Regions from separate parts of the Sus scrofa genome. Here region 2 is linked to region 1. A link is a contact called in public Hi-C data. All regions are on one chromosome and are shown on one strand. The core of a region is the stretch at or near the end of the contact, and the rest is flanking DNA. Distances in the headings are between cores, read along the strand shown. Region 1 holds the start of MYDGF (myeloid-derived growth factor). Region 2 holds the start of TNFAIP8L1 (tumor necrosis factor alpha-induced protein 8-like protein 1).

Evidence for each region. Hi-C and Micro-C count contacts between places; a contact is called where the count stands out from the background.
Region 2: a Hi-C map of skeletal muscle shows a contact between it and region 1, with 4 times the contacts expected there. The contact joins the promoter of TNFAIP8L1 here to the promoter of MYDGF in region 1. A contact is called at or near these places in 4 of 47 Hi-C or Micro-C datasets (heart right ventricle, liver and skeletal muscle).

What each region holds. Positions count from the first base shown.
Region 1 is chr2:74,183,346-74,187,379 of Sscrofa11.1, forward strand. It overlaps MYDGF (myeloid-derived growth factor), which reads left to right and starts at 1,697. Exons shown (of 6, transcript XM_021084047.1): 1 at 1,697-3,265. The coding sequence starts at 3,089.
Region 2 is chr2:74,219,137-74,222,737 of Sscrofa11.1, forward strand. It overlaps TNFAIP8L1 (tumor necrosis factor alpha-induced protein 8-like protein 1), which reads right to left and starts at 1,675. Exons shown (of 2, transcript XM_021084049.1): 1 at 1,497-1,675.

The DNA of each region.
Region 1 (4,034 bases), core at 447-2,946:
TTTTTTTTTTTTTTAATGGAACTCCCTGGTGGCCTAGGGGGTTAAGGATCCAGCATTGTCACTGCTGTGGCGTGGGTTTGATCCCTGGTCTGGGAACTTCTGTATGCCATAGGCCTGGCCAGAAAAAAAATCAACTTAACTTAGACACATAAGAAGTTGCAAAAATAGTGCAGGGAGTGTCAACCAACACTGGATCCTTTAATCCACTGTACCCGGCCAGGGATTGAACCCGCACCTCCACAGCAACCTGAGCCACTGCAATGAGATTCTTAACCCACTGCACTACAGCGAGAGCTCTCCTGTTTTTTTGTGGGTTTTTTTTTTTTTTTTTTTTTTTTTTTTGTCTTTTGTCTTTTTGCTATTTCTTTGGCCGCTCCTGTGGCATATGGAGGTTCCCAGGCTAGGGGTCGAATCGGAGCTGTAGCTGCCGGCCTACACCAGAGCCGCAGCAACGTGGGATCCGAGCCGCATCTGCAACCTACACCACAGCTTGCGACAACACCGGATCGTTAACCCACTGAGCAAGGGCAGGGACCGAACCCACAACCTCATGGTTCCTAGTCGGATTCGTTAACCACTGCACCACAATGGGAACTCCTTTTTTCCTTTTTTAGGGCCATACCCACACCATATGGAAGTTCCCAGGCTAGGGGTCGAATTGGAACTGCAGCTGCTGGCCTACACACAGCCACAGCAACGCAGTATATTTAACCCACTGAGCAAGGCCAGGGATCAAACCTGCGTCCTCAAGGATACTAGTTGGGTCCATTACCACTGAGCCACAACAGGAACTCCAGCAGTCCTCCAACTTAGGGAGCCAATTCCTAATGGGTCCACAGAAGCCAGTTGCAAGGAGGAAGCCATTCTTAACATAAGCAGGTGCCCCAATTTAGGTCAGGCTGCTGCTGTAGAAAGGCGTGAATTCTGGGGCTAGGGTTACCTGGGAGACAGTCAACCTCCTATAGGATCTTCACAACCAATCTGAAGTTGACCTTCATTCTCTGTGTCTGGGGGGTAGGGAGATTTGTGTTCCTCACAAAGTCAACAGAGCCCAGCGTAGGAGTTACCTGTGACATTTTCTCTCTGTCTTCTGATCTTTCAAGTCAGGAAAGACTAGGACAATCAACTTAATTCTAGACACTCCAGACCTGGCCGCTGATGTTTTCTCAAAATATTAAGCAATTTGGGAAAGAAGGAAGGGAGGGAGGGAAGGAATGAAAGAAGGGAGGAAGGGAGGGAGGGTGGGAAGAAGGAAGAACAAAAGATTTCTCCTATAGTTAAAAGTCTGGGATTTCTTCATTGGCATCTGATGCTAATAACACTAGAATTAGAGTTCTCACTTGTAGGAGCTTCACCTGAATGTCCATCAGCTAATCCCCCTGACAGTTTCTTGAGGTAAGGATTTTTTTTTTTTTTTTGAAATAATTTTAGGCTTAACAGAAAAGTTGCAGGAATAGTGGAGTCCCCTAATGCCCTTCACCCTAATGTGAACATTGTATATTGCCATGGTACAGGCCAGGTTATTGAAGCCAGGAAATTTACATGAATACAATCCTATTATCAAATATTTAGGCAAACGCCTCAAATAAGGCAACAGACCTTATTTAGATTTAGCATTTCTCCCTCTAATGTCACTTGTCTGGTCTAGGACTGCTATGGACCAACGGTTTCTGTCTCCCCTCCTCCAAATTCATGTTGAACCTTTTTTTAAATATATTTATTTATTTATTTTGCTTTTTAGGGTGACACCCGCGGCATACGGAGGTTCCCAGGCTACGGGTCCAATCGGAGCTGTAGCTGCCAGCCTATGCCACAGCCACACCAATGCAGGATCCGAGCTGTGTCTGTGACCTACACCACAGCTCACAGCAATGCTGGATCCTTAACCCAAGCAAGGCCAGGGATTGAACCCGCAACCTCATGGTTCCTAGTTGGATTTGTTTCCACTGTGCCATGACGGGAACTCCTTCATGGAGAACCTTAACATCTAGTGTGATGGTATGAAGAGGTGGGCCTTTGGGAGGTGATTAGGTCATGAGGATTGAGCCCTCACGAATGGGATTAGTGGTCTTATATAGGGACCCCAGAGAGCTCCCTTGATCCCTCCGTAATGTAAGGACATAGCAATATGGAGTCTGTGAACCAGCAAATGGGCTCTCTCCAGACATCAATTCTGCCAGAGCCTTGATCTTGAACTTACAACCTCCAGGACTGTGAGAAATTGATGTGCACTGTTTAGTTAAGCCAGTCAGCTTCTCGGCCTATGTTACAACAGCCCAGACTAAGGAAATGATTCAATCCAGGATGCTACATTGCCTTTCAACGTCTTGGTCTCCTCACCCTGTGATGGTTCCTCAGCCTTTGTCTTTCAAGACATTTCTTAAGTATTGCCAGTTATCTTGGTAGAATTCCCCTCAACCTGGGTTCCTCTCATATTTGCTTGGAATAGATTGAGGTCGTGCACTTTGTACAGGAATTCCATTGAGAGGCCACTAAGAACGTCCTTCTCTGCATCCCATCAGCGGCTCCATGATGCCTCATTTTTACAACACTGACTACAATCATTGAAATAAAGATGGTGTTTCCACTGCAAAATTACTACTTCTCTCTTTGTAACTAATACGTATCCTGTATCCTGGGGAGAAATATTTTGAGACAATGTAAATATGCTGTTTCTCACCATACATTTCCCCCACCAATTTTTAGCATTGAGCCACAGGTCTTGACTACAACAATCATGATGCGTTTGCCCAATGGTGACCTTCCATTTCCCTGATTCGGCCTACATGGATAAGGTTGAATTTCAGTGGTGAACTTTTACATCCTTCATTCCTTGTACATGTACTAACTGGAAAAGAAGAAAGGTCACTTGCCTAGCGAAGGAAAACTGGACCCAGAGTACAAACACAGGATCCAATTCCAACCACTCCAGGTCCCTCCCTGGTCTTGCAAGCCTCGCCCCCAAGATGGCGATGGGAGCGGAGGGGTCACACGGCCGCGCTGACGCTGACGTGGCCTCTGGTAGACGTCCTACGTGTCCCTCGCGGCGCTCCGTCCGCCGTCCCTGCCCCGCGCACCTGATCCCAAGATGGCGGCGCCCAGCGGAAGAAGGAATGGCGGCGGCGGCGCGAGCTTGTGGGCCGCGCTGCTCTTGGCGGCTGTTGCTCTGAGGCCGGCGGAGACGGTGTCCGAGCCCACGACGGTGGCCTTTGACGTGCGGCCCGGCGGCGTAGTTCATTCTTTCTCCCAGAACGTGGGCCCTGGGGTACGTGTCTCAACCACCCCGGGGGATGGAGGGATGGTGTCGGTAACAGCGGGGTCTGGGGATGGGGTGCGGACCGGTGGGGCGGATCCTGGAGAGGGGGTGGAAGGTTGGACTGATGGGGTGGGGCCTGAGGGGGAGCGCACCGGCGGGGGCGGGGCCTGAGGAGGGGCGACGGGACGTGGTAGTGAGGTCTACACTGAGGCAGGACTGAATTAATAGGAGGCGGGCTTCTGGGGGCTGGCGACTTTGAGGGGAATTTGTCACTAGCCTCAGTCCTTGTCTCTTCTTGTGTGCCCAGTGTGCCTAAGCAGCCCTGTTCCTCTGACTCAGGTGTGTCCCTAGCTGTTGGAGGGCTTGTCCTGCCCAGAAGTGGGGAGAGGGGAACTGGAGATTGAGGGGAATGTGCCTCCAGACCCTGCAGAAGGTCATCTTGCTGCAGCTGTGCCCAAGGAGGAAGTGGACAGATGTTGCTCTTTCCTTCCATTGCACCAGGTCCCCCATCTTTTCCACTGAAATGTGGGGCCAGGCCCTCCTTACTTGGAGGCAGCTGGCCTGGGTCCAGGCTAGCCCATCCCCAACTTGTTGGAAAGGTGGCTTCCTCTCCCATTCTCCTTTTCTTCTTTTTTGGTCCTTTTTTTTTTTTTTTTTTTTTTTTTTTTTTTTTTTTTTTAAAGGGCTGCACCTGCGGCATATGGAAATTTTCAGGCTAGGGGTCCAGTTGGAGCTGCAGCTTCTGACCTGCACCACAGCCACAGCACAGGATCCGAGC
Region 2 (3,601 bases), core at 425-2,924, 36 kb after region 1:
CCTACGTACCCTCTTGTGGCCCAAGTTAACAGTCAGGGGACACTGAGTCCTCCTGAACCTACCACATTGGATCACCAAGCATCCAAAAGGTCCCTCACCTGCCCAGGCCTCACCTGACCTGCCCAAGGCCACACAGTGGGAGAGGAAACTGTGGGGCCTCCAGTCTGTACCTACTTGACTGGTCTCTTTGCTTAGGGACCACCTACCTCCCATCCAAGTGGGGTTTGGGCCCCCAACCTGCCCCTGCAGTGGTCTGGGCACTCACCCACAACCGGCGTCCCAGGCCACCAAGGCTGCCAAGAGAAGCTCAGCCCAGGTGTTTGTATGGCTGGGGTGACAGCTCTTTGTTCTGGTTTCCATAGGTACAGCGTCCCTGGGCCTGCCCTTCCTCGGCCCCTCCCAGATGCCCAGCCCTAGCCTTGCCAGTCCCTTGGCCCGGCCCATGTAGACAACCTGTTGTGTTTTAAAGTTGGCGCCTGTGCACCTGGCATGGCGATAGAGGAAACAGCCCACGCAAAGGCCCTGAGGCAGGACTGTGCCTGGTGTATTGGTGGAATGTGGAGGCTGGTATGGCTGGAGCAGAGTGGGGTGAGGGGGAAAGCTGGAGGAGGTGGGGGCCAGGAGGAGACATGCAGGTCCACATTCCTGCAGTTAATCCTGGAAGCTGCCCTTACCCCTCGGGAGTTATGTCCCTCCGACAGGAAACTGAGGCTGGGAGGTTCGAATCACTTGTTCAAGGTACCATCGTGAAAATGGCAGAGCAGACCCAGGTTTGTCTCATTCCAAAGTCTGAGCTCCCCAACCACTGGGCTAAACTACCCTGGCCCTGGCTGTAGCACCCCAGGGCATTCACCTCTCCCCCCTGCTCAGGAAGTAACAGAGGCCTGTTTACAGGCAGGGCTGCCCTCCTCCAGGCAGGCCCCCCGGAATAGAGGAGGTGGTGATGCATGCAGATCTGGGTCAGGTCAACTGCCAGTTACCTCAGTGATGAAGGTCCCAATTCACAGCTGGCAAAACTAAGGCCATGGCTTCAGGCCATTGGGGAGCTCCAAGGTGGCCAGTTCGGGTGGGTCTGACCCTGGCTCTCAGCTGCCAGGACCAGCCGGAAGTCCCACTCATTGTCACCTCCACGCCTTTGGCCTGGCTGCCCACCACCTGGAATGCCCTCCTAGCTCTGGAATCTAGCCCTAGCACCTGGTGCCCTGCACTGTGAAAGGGGCAGAGTCCATCAGAGTCCTCGTGTTGGGGGGAGGAGGGTGCTGGTCCCAGAGCACCACCCCATGCCGTGGGGGTCAGTTCAGACCCGGTCTGCTACCGCCTAGCCCACACAGCAAGAGAGTGACAGAGACAGCAGGAAAGGGAGAAATGGGGAGGGAAACTGAGGCAGGAATACAGTTAGAAAGGGGGGTGCAGGAGCATGGGGGGGAGAGAAACAGAGAAGACAAGTGGCCCCCGAGATTCTCCCAGATGGGGGTGCCCTGGCACCTCTCGCTCACCTGCTCTCTGGGACCCTGTCGTCGGTCCGACCGTCGGGGCTCTGTTCGGCCGCCTCCGAGGGGCCGTTTCTGTAGCCGCGAGACTCGTGCCTGAAGACTGGGGCTCGGCGGGGCGGGGCAGGAAGCTTGGCCCCGCCCCCCTCTGGGCGGCCCCCGCCCCCGCCCCACCCGCGCGGAGAGGACCAAAGAGGGGCCGGGCCGGATCCGGGGAAACGTGGGCTCAGCCAATGGTAGTGCGGGCGGTGTACGAAGAGTCCAGTGGGAGCAGGTCGCTGCGCGGGAGGGGTAGGGCCAGGCGGCTGGGCTCGGGACTGGTGGGGGGAATTCCTCCGGAATCACGAAGAAGGCCGGATGCCGGGGGCCAGGCTAATCCTGAGCCCAGTCAAAGAAAGAAGAGGAAGGAGACTTAAGAGTCAAAAACAGAGAGAGATAGGGGGTCAGGGAGAGAAAGAGAGCTAAAATAAACTGAACAGCCACGCGACCCTTGGAAAGTCCCTTCTTCCTCCCACCCCATCCCCGACTAAGTTTAAAGTATGGCCCCGGGGAACCTTTTATATCAGAAGGACCTGGGAGCCCCTTTAAAATGCATATTCCTGAATCTGACCTGAGGTTGAAGATAAATCTTTCTGGGTTGCAGATAAATGATCTGGATGAAGTTTGAGGCAGTTGCTGCGTGGACGGACCCTAGAGACTCCACCAGGGGACGCCCAGATTCAGCCTCTTATTTCAGTGGGAATGAGCCACCGAGATATGCTGGAGCCTACTGGCAGCCGCCAGGGTAGGGCGGTGGGGCCAGCTGGGGTCCCCGGAGGATGCAGCTGTGAGTCCTGGGAACTGGGCCCTGGAGCGGCTCCCAGCTCCCATGCTGCTCCATTTCCTCCCTGCAGCCCTAGCGCTGGGTCCCAGTTGTGGCTAGGACCAGGGGGGGCCAGAGCAGGCTGGACAACCAATGTATGTCGAGTCCAGTCCTACACACAACCCTGGGACAGACCTCATGAAACAAAAAGTAATGAAGTGTCTCTTTATCCCTTCTTCTTTTTCCTTTTTTTTTCCCAAAGCGGGTGACTGGGAGTTCCCGTCATGGCTCAGAGGAAATGAATCTGACTAGCATCCATGAGGACTCAGGTTCAACCCCTGGCCTCATTCAGTGGGTTAAGAATCCAGCATTGCTGTGAGCTGTGGTGTAGGTCACAGACGAGACTCATATCTGACGTTGCTCTGGCTGTGGTGTAGGCCAGTGGCTAAAGGTCCCTTTTGACTCCTATTCTGGGAACCTCTGTATGCCACAGGTGCAGCCAAAAAGACAAACAAACAAACAAACAAACAAAAGCAGGTAACTGAGGGGAGTTCCCTTTGTGGCTCAGCAGGTTAAGAACCCAACTGGCATCCATGAGGATGCAGATTCAGTCCCTGGCCTCTGTCAGTGGCTTAAGAATCCAGGAGCTCCCGTCGTGGTGCAGTGGTTAACAAATCTGACTAGGAACCATGAGGTTGTGGGTTCGATCGCTGCCCTTGCTCAGTGAGTTAACGATCCGTTGTTGCCGTGAGCTGTGATATAGGTCACAGACTCGGCTCGGATCCCGAGTTGCTGTGGCTGTGGCGTAAGCTGGCAGCTACAGCTCCGATTAGACCCCTAGCCTGGGAACCTCCACATGCAGTAGGAGCAGCCCTAGAAAAAGGCAAAAAGACAAAAAAAAAAAAAAAAAAAAAAAATCCAATGTTGCCATGAGCTGTGCTGGAGGCTGCAGAGGTGGCTCATATTCCAAGTTGCTATGGCTGTGGTATAGGCTGGCAGCTGCAGCCCTGATACGACCTCTAGCCTGGGGGAGCTTCCATAAGCTCCAGGTGCAGCCTTAAAAAGAAGAGAAAACAGGGAGTTCCCGTCATGGCTCAGTGGTTAATGAATCCGACTAAGAACCATGAGGTTTCGGGTTTGATCCCTGGTCTTGCTCAGTGGGTTAAGGATCTGGCGTTGCCGTGAAGTGTGGTGTAGGTCACAGACACAGCTCGGATCCTGTGTTGCTGTGGCTCTGGTGTAGGCCAGCGGCTACAGCTCCAATTCAACCCCTAGCCTGGGATCCTCCAGATGCTGCCGGAGCAGCCCA